Linked DNA regions of Bos taurus: region 1 is linked to region 2. Evidence: chromatin contacts called from public Hi-C data. All regions are on one chromosome and are shown on one strand. The core of a region is the stretch at or near the end of the contact, and the rest is flanking DNA. Distances in the headings are between cores, read along the strand shown.

Region 1 (5,842 bases), core at 1,581-4,080, 240 kb before region 2:
AAGACCAAGACAAACAAGTGGAAAAGTACCTCGGAAGTCACCTTGCAAGACAGTAACTTAGAGGTGTACTGGCAGAGAGGGAAAAACCAGGGTTAGTAAATGGCAGAGACATGGGGAACACCCCTCAGCTGGGGACCAGCACGAGGAGGGTGGGGGCGGGGGTGGGGGGGACAGGAGGGGAAGTGACGTCAGGAGACCAGGACACACCCACACCAAGGCTTGCTTCATCTGATATCAGTTTATTAAAAAGTGTATCTTTTGTAGCAAGCAGATACCCTATTATTTCTTCATAAAAATATCAGATAAGCCAGACTTTGTTAATTCAAGATTTGTCACTTCCATTTGCTATGATCTGAATTAACAAGATTCTTTCCCCTGTTGTTTATGCAACCAGCTACCCCCCAGCAAGATCTTTAAGGGTCATGTTGGACTTGTTAGAATCTGTAGTCATCTGTAGACAAACAGCCCTTTCCTCTTCCTGTAGGCCTCTCTGAGCCCAAAGTAGTCTTGTCATCTGTTGTCTCATGAAAAGAAGACCCTAACCACAGACAAAGAATGGTTTGAATGCAAGCTTTGTGGAGGCAGATTCTCTGAACCTGATCTAAGGATGGCACTGCCATGAGACAGCAAGTAGCCTGCTTCATCTCTACCTTGGGGGGCTTAGATAGGTTCCTGAGAATGGGGTAATTATGTCGGAACTAGAATGATCCTTTAGTTCCTCTAGGAAACTAAAAGTCACTGTAAAGAAAGCTCAGCGAAAAAATGTCCTGGCTGTGGGTGATGAGTTAGAAGGACCGACTTCTGACAGCTCCCTTCAGACTTGTGGTCCTGACCTTACATTTATACCACACGGGACCTTGAAGGCACTAACTGGTTTCTGGCAGGGTGACCACAGGCTGGATGGGGGATCATATGACTGTGATCACCGACTGCTTCTTAGGTGCTGCATTTGGAAAACATGTTGCATCATGATCAGACTGATGACCAGGGGCTGATGAATGTGGAGTGTTCCCCTCCCCTGCATGTTCCTAGGGTGTGTGTGAGAACTAGGGGAATGAAGCATCACTGAGGGTGACTGAACTCTCAGCCTGCAGCGTAGGGGCACTGGAGGCAGACAAGCTTCCTCCGCCCACCCAGGGACAGTTCAGCGAGAATTCGTCAAAGATGTCTTGGTCTGGAAGGAAGTGTGTGTCAGGAATTCTTGGAAAAGTAGTGACTTCTAGCCCAGGAATTAACCCAGGAATCAAAGAGACCTTGGTTTAACCCAGGAATCGAAAAGGCCTTCTCTTATTCCAAGACAGGCAGGAAAGGCTGAAAGCCCTCTCATAACTACCTTGGGGGCAAAGGAGAAAGAAAGAGAACACAGGAAAACCCACCAAGGGTAGATTCAGTGCGAGGCCTGAGGATGGGGCTAAAAGCCCAGGAGGCTGTACTTTGGACTCAGCACAGCACCCCTTCCATTGAGAAAGGGAAAGCAAGTCTACCAAACAAGTTCAAGAGCACTCCTGATTCAAGAACTCATTGCCTTCTGAGACTAGGTCAGGTTGGAGGAAAAACTGGCCAGAAAAACAGTGTTGCCTCAATATCCTTCCTTTGCAAGGTACCAAGAAACCCTACAGGAAATTATGATTCATTAGGACCTTATGAGTTGCATGACTGACCAGAGACAGCATCAGGCCCAGATAAGGGGACATTTCCATGTAAGATAACATTTCCGGATTAGAGAAACCTATACTGCGAGCAGGACGGCTGCTCTGCACAAAAACACCAGGTGGGGGATGGATGAGGTTGAGCTCAGTGCCCCGGTCTCCTCCCCAGCTGCACAGCCGACTCAGGACTGCACCCTCACAGAGTTTTAGAAAAGCGTGCCTTTTCCTAATTCTCACAAGAGTCCTTAAAGGCTGGTAAACAGCCCGGTAAACAGCCCAGGGTAAGTGCGTAGGGTTGGGGTTAGCAATCCTCCTACCCCTAAATTAGCCAAGGGGGTACTAAGAGGTAGAGCCTGGCTGAACCTCAAGCATGGTGGCACTCATCAGTGACCACGCCAAGCAGAAGGCCCCAGCCCAGGTGGATGAAGACCGTTGCTACTGAAGCATTACTGTGCCCCAGGTCTGAGCTGGGGAACAAGGATGGCCATTTGGGGGTCACTTTTTCAGAAAAGGGATTGTTTTCCTGGTTCCTTGTCACTGACTTCATCCCCAACTGCAAAATGAAGCAAAACATCCACAGATGACTTTCACATCAACTCCTGGGCAGATGTTCCCAGAAAGAGAGATTCATGATTTCATATTTCACCTTCTGTTATTCTCTGAGCCCTCACTTTGGTTTGAGGAGGAGAGAGGCTAGCTGAAGAGTATGAAGAGCTGCCTCATGCCACTGCCTGCCAGGGACTCCTTGAGCCAGAGTCTTCCCTCCCATCCCACATATGATATTTTATCAAGTGGGGAAATGGAAGGTCCTGAACTAGGGACAGGTCTCCAGATGCCAGTGCTACTCTGGGGTGGAGGGATGCTATACCTGTTTTGATGGTAAGGATCAGTGGTTTTCCCCCAGATAAGTTGGCAAAAACTACTCATGCAAACTGCAGGCACAGCTACATTTGTCTTCTCTTTCTTCTCTCCTCCCATCCTCATTAACATCACTGTACCCAGCGCATCACTACGCACACATCCCAGTCTTGGTTTTAAGCCTGCCTTCTCCTTGGGAAGTAGAGTATGTAAGAATTCTCTTCATTCAGTTCAGAAAGAACTTGCCACTTCCTAAGGGTGAACACTTGTGGTTGGGTCCTGATCACACGTGAGTGACTCATAGCTGCCGAGTGGCTTTGGGGAAGAAATGGTGGCAGGCCCAAGTGCTGAGTCACAATGGACCCAGATGACTTAGGATGATAGAAGCTGGAGGAGCTAAGAAGCCACATCTTACCCTGAGGATCATGTATGTGGATGGAGCAAGAACAGAATTACCAGCTTCTGGGGCAGGGAAGCCAGTGACAAAATTCAGCCTTCAAGCCATCCATCTGCTCCCTATGGTTAATATTTTGGTATGAAAGACAATTAAAGAAAGGCCACAGATCAGCTAGGAAAAGAGATGAAGGCTTGTTCATTCCTACAGGTAAACTTCAACATATTCTGCAGTGATTGATGGTGACACAATAGAAAGATTCCCTGAATCAAAAGGACTAAGACAGGTTAACAGGTGGCTCTGAGATGAAGTCTCACTGATGATCATTCATTTGCTTTAGAACAGTATACTACAGTTCTTTCAAAAGAACTGTAATATACTGTTCTTTTGTTTCTTCCAGATTTGGGTCTCTTAAAAAGAGATACAGTAGGTTGGATAGATTTTTTTTCTATCCCTAAGAACTTTCAACAGCGAAAAACTTGGTTCTCTTGCAGTATCAACAACAGTGCAGAACACTTGGCCTTGACTTTGAGATCTGGGAATATGAACAGTTTGCTTAGTAGGTTTCTTCCTTATCTAAAATGTTGATATACTTGAAAAAAAAATAAAACAGAGACAGGAGTGTGTAAGTAAAGGGCAATCAGTATTAAAAGGCTGATTCCAAGCAGCTTCCTTCATGCAAAGGGGGAAATCCAACCTGAGTCGAATACGTCAGGTGGCTGCCTAAGTATCAGAGTCTGTTCATCTCTGCCTATGACATGAGTGCGAGCAGGCTCTTTACTTCCAGGTATGGCGTTTTCCCCTGACACCTGCCCTTCAACACAAAAGGCATGCACAAGAGATACAGAGGGGGTGCTTCAAAATCACTCGTCTGGGTCACATGCAAAGTAATCCATTAGTTCCTCCGTATCCCCACATCCCAGCCAACTTCCACCAAGGTTGCCGATATACAGTGTGAAATTGTACATACAGCCCCAAGCTTCAAGATGGTCACAGGCTCCAGAAAATACCTAAAGGTTAACTCCATAATTTTAAGAAAGGCTCAAAGGAGGACAGAAAGGGTCTTACAGGCTCAGAGAAGGAGCCCCAGTGGTGGAAACCTCAGCAGCAGCCATCAAGGGCCAGGCCCATCCCACTGTACAATACAGGAAACAGCCCAGAAATACTCCAGCCCACCAGAGGAGCTGGGTTAGCTTTCCAAGCAACTGAGGTACAAGCCCAGGTAAGAGGCTGAGAGACACCAAGTGGGTCATTCGGCTGCCACAGGCACATTCACTTTCTTTACCACTAAAATGTTCAGTATCCTTTCACTCAGCCAACTAGAATATGCAAGGCAGTTAATCAGCATGGAACTCCTACTGTAAGCCCCGTCGTGTTCAAGTTTAAGGTGAGCAGAGAATTTATCATCCAAACTGGGGCACTTTTAAGAGGGAAAGGGGATGCTATTAATAATTACACGAGGATAAGAGGCAGAAACCAGGACTGTCCTGGGTCAACTGGGGCATATCCTCAACCGACCTGAGCTATTTCAGGGGAGGAGGTGGTTACCTCAATAAATGCTAAGAGACAGAAGCCAGCAGACTCTGAGGTTGACATGGACCCCTGAGGCTGATCCCCAGGCTCCTGGCTGTGCAGGCTGTGGGGCACAAGGGCTCTGAAGTCTCTTACTAGAGAAAGAAACCACAGAGCAGACGACTTTCTTCGCGGCTGATGGGCACGTCACATGCAAAGTTCTTGGAGCTGAGGGTAGCAGGGTAGCCGTGTGGTTTTTAACTGTCATTTTAAAAGACTCTTTCCTGACACACTGTACACATGGGCTTGGTAGCAGCCGAAACATACTGAGCCTTCTGAGCACTGGGTACCACTTACAAGGACTGCCCTGAGCTGACACTGAAGGGTCAGCCTCATCACAGGTCTCTGCAGCGATCCCTGACCTTTTTGGTACCAGGAACTAGCTTCACAGAAGACAATTTTTCCATGGACCAGGGTCGGGATGGGGGGATGGTTTCAGGATGATCCAAGTGCATTACATTTATTGTGCACTTTATTTCTATTATTATTATTACATCAACTCCATCTCAGATCATCATCAGTCATTAGATCCCAGAGGTTGGGGACTCCTGCCTAGAGAAATAACATCTATACAGAGCAGGCGAGCAATGACTGCGGTCAGCTCCCTGGTGTCTGTGGGTGATTTCAGGGAGCTTACGTCCTTCTTTCTGTGTTCCCCCTGCGTGGTATCTTTCTACACATCCCATATCTCATGTACAAGCTGTGCCAGTAGATTCAGACCAAAACTTGGCAGTAAAAAGACCCACTCTTTGCATGATCAATGTTTTTGAGAAACAAGACAAACCCCAACCCAACTCCAGGCATGTTAAAACCACACATCTGAAAATTGGTTCTGGTCCCATGATGCTGGCCAGACACCCGCACACACATCAGAGCCTGATCCACAGTACCATACACCAGGCCAACGTTCACCCTTGGATGCAGGAAAGAGGAAAGAGGAGAAACTTACACTACTATCATCCATTCTCTCGCGCCTTTTAGATTTGTGTGTCTCATAGTCTTCCATGAGGGTCTGCATCAGATTCTTGGGCCGCTGCGATCCGGCAGCCTCTTCGGGGGCTAAGTCAGGCTGCAAGCTGGGACCTTCAGGTGTGGGGGATGGAGGAGGTCTGACTTTCTCTATTTTCCCTGAAACAAACAACACGAAGAGAACACCCTTTCTAATAAGCTTGTCTGCTCATGACAGCTTTCGGAAAGAAGAGAACACTGGCAAAAAAGCAACCTGTGACATAGAGCGTGGTACCAGAATGATGGTTAAGTGCAGGTCATTTTATTACAAGGATCCAAGTGCTTAAGGATTAATGTCACAAATGCATCCAACAAAGACCTCAAGGAAACTGGTTCTAAAGTCAGTTAGACCAAAGAGACC
Region 2 (6,065 bases), core at 782-3,281:
CTTCCCCAAATATCTCAAATAAACAATTTCACCTGACTCCGTGTGTGTGTGTGTGTGTGTGTGTGTGTGTGTGTGTGTGTGTGTAACATACCGTTCTTATTTACTCTGGGGCTCACCTAAATAAAACCTCCTGTGGAGGAGAAACAGATGTGCAGAAATTAGGCCAGAAAGAGGGGCCATCTCTGTACTTACTTCATTTCCCCCTGTGATTCTCTTCGAATTCACTCCTTCAAGCAGGAAGCACATGGGCTTTCATCTCTGACTGTGAAAATTGTTTATGTGGCGCATTCCTCTCTCCCAAATCCCCATTTATTCATTGTTTGTGCCTAAATCCAACACTCTGTGATAGTTTTCCTGCTGAGTGAGAGTTTCTCATCAGCCTCTGGATGGGTGTGTGTGCATCCACATGGCTGCAGCCACAGCTTGTATAAATGCCCACTCTGGGGGGTAATCAACACATTTCTGCCTGTTGTCCTACACAGGAGGTTACTCTGGAGAGGCTGAGAGCACCTTCAAGATACTTGAGTCAGTACATTAATGAGTCATCCGTGGAAAAACATTACTTACTGTCCAAGAGGAGCAGCAGTTAAATAGCTAACATTAGGTGAGCATTTACCATGGGCCAACGAGCTGCATGGTTTGCACGCATTATCCAATTCTCTGCAAATCTGCATAGGGACTACCACCGTAATCCACACTTGACAGGTGACAGACCAGAGGCTGAGACAGGATCAGCAGCTTGTGATCAGCCACCAACAGAAGGCAGAGCTGGAGTCCAAACCCAGGCCTGCCCCTGCTGGAGCCTAGGGGTTTTCTTTTTTCCTTTTTCTAAAATGGAAGTATAACTGATTTACTCTACTGTGTTAGTTTCCAGTGAATTAGCAAAGCAATTCAGATACACGTGTCTGTGTGTGTGCGCACAGTCAGGCTTGTCTGACTCTCTGCGGCTCCATGGATTGTAGCCCGCCAGGATCCTTTGTCCATGGGATTTTCCAGGCAAGAATACTGGAGCAGGTTGCCATTTCCTACTCCAGGGGATCTTCCCAACCCAGGGGTCGAACCTGTGTCTGTTGTGTCTCCTGCATTGGCAGGCAGATTCTTTACCACTAGTGCCACCTGGGAAGCCCTATATATTAATATATGTATATATGCTCTTTTTTTTTTCCAATTCTTTTCCATTATGGTTACTATATTGTGGAGCCTAGGATACTAACTGTTACCCTGTGCTTCCTCCTTCCAAAAGCAAATGAAACCACCCTTACTCCCAAACATTTTGGGTTTCCTCTTTTTGCTAGAATTTTATTTTCCAACAATTTGATCAGGGAGAGCTGCCCTGGTTGGGGCGTGAGCTGACGGGGAGCCCCTCCACCTCCTCTCACCCCATCCCTGCCTGGGGTGGCCTTTCCACAGCGCAGAATGCAGTTTGGCCATCACTGTGCTGTGAGAGTAGAAACAGCAGCTGGTGTCTCGCTACACCCCCCTTGCAGCGCCTGCAATGCTGTGCACAGCCGGTTCTCAATCACTGTCTCCCACAGGAATGTGGTTCTGAGAGGGGGCATTACCGCCTGCGGCCACTGACAACTTGAGCTTCCATGAGCTGCCAACAGGGCACCCAAGGACAGCAGCGCCTCTGGCCTTTGAGCTCTAGAGGGAGAATGGTCTCCATCCGGAAGGCATAGGTGTCTGCACAACTGTGCCCAGAGAGGAGACTCCAGAGGAGACTGCCCTGGGATGTCCTGGCAGGAGCTGAGAGGTGGGGGAGTAGCCTGCTAAACTCAAATGGATCTTCCTAAAGGGATCTTTCTTTTAGGCTTTGTTTTTTTCCAATCGTGTTTTCCATGCTTGACATTACCAGGTGACAGCTCCTCCTCCGTGGAGAAATTTGTTATCCCACTGGGATAATTCCAAAGTTATTCTAAGAGTTCCTGCTCAGAACAAATCAAGCCAATCAGGAAGCTCCTCCACTTGGGCTGTGCCTGGCTGATTGTTTCCTACTTGGACACTTCCTGCCATTGTTCGATGGCCTGTTCTCAGAGGCACAACCATGGGGCCCTGCCCCTTCCTCTCCGGAGCCCAGGGCCACACTGGTGGCTTTGGGTTGAGGTATATATGAGGCTCAGAGATCAGGTACTTGGCTGGGAGGAAGATGCCTACAAAGAAAAGAGGGGCAGTTTCTGGCCCAGGTGGTATTCAGAGGACACCACAGTGTTTGGGTCTCTGTGGCTTACCGAGAGATGCTGAACTAGACTGGGTCTTTCACTGACTGCTTCAAGCATGTGTTGAACTAGTACAGCGGTAGCTTCCCAGTCTCTTCCTTTGAGAACTTTATCATCTGATGGAGAAGGCAGGTGTATAAACATTTACCAAATAGCTCTCTGTGGAGCTCTAAGGGGGCCTGGCCAGGGCTTGTTGGGGATGCAAAGAAGAGAGCTTGACTAACCCTGGTCAAGGAGCAGGAGGGACAGGATTCCAGGAGTTTGGGACATTTCAGTAGGCTCTAGAAGGATGAGGAAAAAATGATCAAGGTAGAGAGGTCTTTAGAGGGAATGATGGGCCAAGGCGACAGCATGGACACAGATGCTCTGAGGCAGAAATGGGCAAGGAGGTGTAAGCATCTCTGTAGGGCCAGACTCTTCCGAGTGTGTTCATGACGGGGAGCCAGTGATGGGGAGAGGAGGGTTCAGATGCGACAGCTCTCAAATGCCAGACTCAGGAGTTTAGATTCGGTCCTAAAGACAACAGGAAACCATTTTCTTATTGGTCTGTTTCAAGGGAGTGATCCTATCAGCCATGTTCCAGAAGGACCACACCGGCAGCTGTGTGAAGGACAGAAGTGGATGGAGGGCAGAGGGACAGAATGAAAACAGAAAGACCAACAAGGATTAATCCAGGCGAGAGATGAGAAGGCTGTACTTGGCATGGACTGCTATGGGAAGCGAAAAAGGGTTCCACTGATTGATACTGATGCTATAATGACACTGAGGATGTCTTAAGTCAACCTTTCTGCATGAGTGCAGGCCCCACAGGCTGGGCTGAAAAAAAAAAAGGAGCAACATTCAACTCTGAGACTACGAGCCAAAGTGGCTGAGGGAGCCTGGGGCCTAGAGTCTACGAGAGGTTAGCAAGAGCCTGGGCTTCCCTTCTTGCCCACCTCCCTCTCTGGTACTTTCCGGCAACCGCCTGACTGTTAGCGGTACTAGTGAAAGCGAAAGTTGCTCAGTCGTGTGTGACTCTTTGCAACCCCATGGACTGTAATTCTCTAGGCCAGAATACTGGAGTGGGTAGCCTTTCCCTTCTCCAGGGGATCTTCCCAATCCAGGCATCGAACCCAGGTCTCCCACATTGCAGGTGGATTCTTTACCAGCCGAACTACAGGGGAAGCAAGGGAGGGACATCTTCTTGGGATAAGGGAGCAACACAGCAGCAGCCATCTGTACCCGCTTTGATGGTCCAAGGTAAAGTGACAGCCAAGGCATGAGTTTGAACCCCATGTCTTGAGGCCCTAATTAAAAGTGTTCCAATAACTGAGATGGTCTCAAATCAATGAGTTCTACAAGGAAAACCAGCCCTGGGCCTGATGAGCTGTGTACTGCCCTCCCACCCAATACCCAGCAGCCGGAAAGGACTTAGAGTTACAGACTAATAATCATCACGGCTTCTGGGCAAATGCTGAGGCTCCCCTCTCCCCTACAGTGGAGAGGCCGAGTCAGCACCAAGCACCGAGTCCTCCTGGAGTGTCCTGTAGGGGCTGTCGGCACATCGTGGCCCCGTACTATCGGTGTTTCCTTGGCACGTTCACAGAGTCCTTCTAGTATATCCCTGTTATTTTTCCACCTGAAACCTACAATAGAGACATTTTGTCTTTATGTATGTATACCTATGTGCTTCTCGGGTAGCTCAGCTGGTAAACAATCCGCCTGCAATGCAGGAGACTTGAGTTCGATCCCTTCGTTGGGAAGATCCCCTGGAGAAGGGCATGGCAACCCACTCCAGTATTCTTGTCTGGAGCATCCCCATGGACAGAGGAGTCTGGTGGGCTACAGTCCATGGGATCACAAAGAGTTGGACACGACTGAGTGACTAAGCACAGCATGTATACCTATGCTGATTCATATTGATGTATGGCAGAAATCATCACAATATTGTAAAGTAATTATCCTCCCGTTAAAAATTAAATTAAATTAAAAAAAAATTCCAGGGAGAAGGCCTGGTGGGGCCCCTTTCCAGTGGTATATCTGGTTTTGAGAAGCAGCTACATCCCCTGTGGTCCTGGCTCATGGTGCCCCCTAGTGGCCTGGAGGCTGGGCGGATAGAGAATGGCCTTGGTGGATGAACTCAGCTGGCCTGAGCTCTAGGAAACCCTGCTTAAGACAGCTGAGTGGACCCATGTCCCACACAGGCACTGCAGAAGGTAAAGAAAGCCACACACACCACATTTATTACAGGATTCTGGGACAAAAACGTTCAGAACTAAAATAAACTTGTAAATATTTTCTCTGATGAACTTTATTCCAATAGACCTATCAGCCCTGATTCTGTTTTACAACAGCTAGTATCTTGAGACGTCAAAGGAGAAGGATGTATATTTCTGAGCTTTCAAATCCCCAAGGCAAACAGGATCTTTCTTATACCAAGAGTCTGCCAATGAGAACTTCCAGATACAAAATGAGTCACATGCAGGGATCAGAGCCCGGGTCACAAAGCATTATGTAAGCCAAAATAGCAAAGCTCTTAGAAGCAAGACTTGCATCAGGTCCAAAGAAGAAGAATGCCCTTTAAAGCTGATGCGGAGACTTGGGTTTTAATCGAAGCCTCTATCAAAGGGACGATCTGATTTGCCATTTGAAATGGAAACTCAGAAACAGTACTTTGTGCTCCAAAATAATAATTAAAAAAACCCTTGCCTCATCTTGGTGGTTTGGTTTGTAGAGAACTGGCATGGGCCATCTCTGTTCAGGCTGGGGTCCCACCCCTGGAGTTGGCCTGCCACAGTCTATTATTTCTGGATCCTGAGGCTAAGCCAGAATCACCTGCTGAAAGCACAGGAAATCTCACTCAACATTCAGCTGAAGAGAGAGCTCAGGGTAGACCAGATTCGGTGATGAAACAGTACAGGCACCTCAGTGTGGGAGCTCTCACACAGCGGCAAGGAATGTTTTTTGTGTGAATGAGGGAAGGACCACAGGCTTCGCATATGAGAGTTCTCATATTCCCACAAAACCCCATACTGTCCCCCCAAATGATAACAGCAGACACGTGTGTAAGGTTTTACAGGTTACAAAGTCCTCTCACAGCAGTCAGGGACTGTTCTGTTCCTTTGCTACATATAAGAAAGTCGAGACAAAGGAAAAATAGAGAAGTCAGAATTCAGATACCTCTCATGCCACCACCCGATTTCTGTGAAGCCTCTCCTGATTGTCTGGATCAATGGGACGCAGGAGAATGCACCATGGAGTCACTCAGTTGTGTCCAACTCTTTGTGACCCCAAGGACTGTAGCCTGCCAGGCTCCTCTGTCCATGGAATTCTCTAGGCAAGAATACTGGAGTGGGTTACCATGCCCTTCTCCAGGATTTTCCCAACCCAGGGACTGAACCTAGGTCTCCCACACTGCAGGCAGATTCTTTACCATCTGAGTCTCCAAGGAAGCCCAGAAAGTACTGTAAAGAAGTCCAGATCAGGAGGAGTTGGATTAGTCTGCCATTTACCAGCTAAAACAATGGGGAATCTCCTACTTTTCTTAGTCTCCATTTCCTCGTCTATCAGACAGTTATAATGATGTGGTGGAAAGTGTGAAAGTCGCTCAATCGTGTCTGACTCTTTGTGACCCATGCAATTCTCGAGGCCAGAATACTGGAGTGGGTAGCCAGCTGTTCCCTTCTCCAGGGGATCTTTCCAACCCAGGGATTGAACTCAGGTCTACTACGTTGCAGGCAGATTCTTTACCAGTTGAGCCACAAGGGAAGCCCCTAATGATGTATATGGAAGAGCTATTTCTAAGCTCTGAAAATTAAGTGAGTTAATATTTAAAACATCTTAGAACATTGCCTGCCACCGAGTAAGTAT

What was found. A called contact is a pair of places that touch in the nucleus more often than the background predicts.
Region 1: a contact with region 2 is called in a Hi-C map of blastocyst, with 4 times the contacts expected there. A contact is called at or near these places in 4 of 11 Hi-C or Micro-C datasets (blastocyst, liver, skeletal muscle and 1 more).

Annotation. Positions count from the first base shown.
Region 1 is chr8:99,706,944-99,712,785 of ARS-UCD2.0, reverse strand. It overlaps PALM2 (paralemmin 2), which reads right to left. Exons shown (of 12, transcript NM_001435193.1): 10 at 5,423-5,601; 11 at 30-68. Among named protein-coding and RNA genes, the nearest start is that of C8H9orf152, 43 kb to the left of the region's middle.
Region 2 is chr8:99,461,232-99,467,296 of ARS-UCD2.0, reverse strand. The region is part of intron 3 of PALM2 (paralemmin 2); the gene reads right to left. Among named protein-coding and RNA genes, the nearest start is that of PALM2, 120 kb to the right of the region's middle.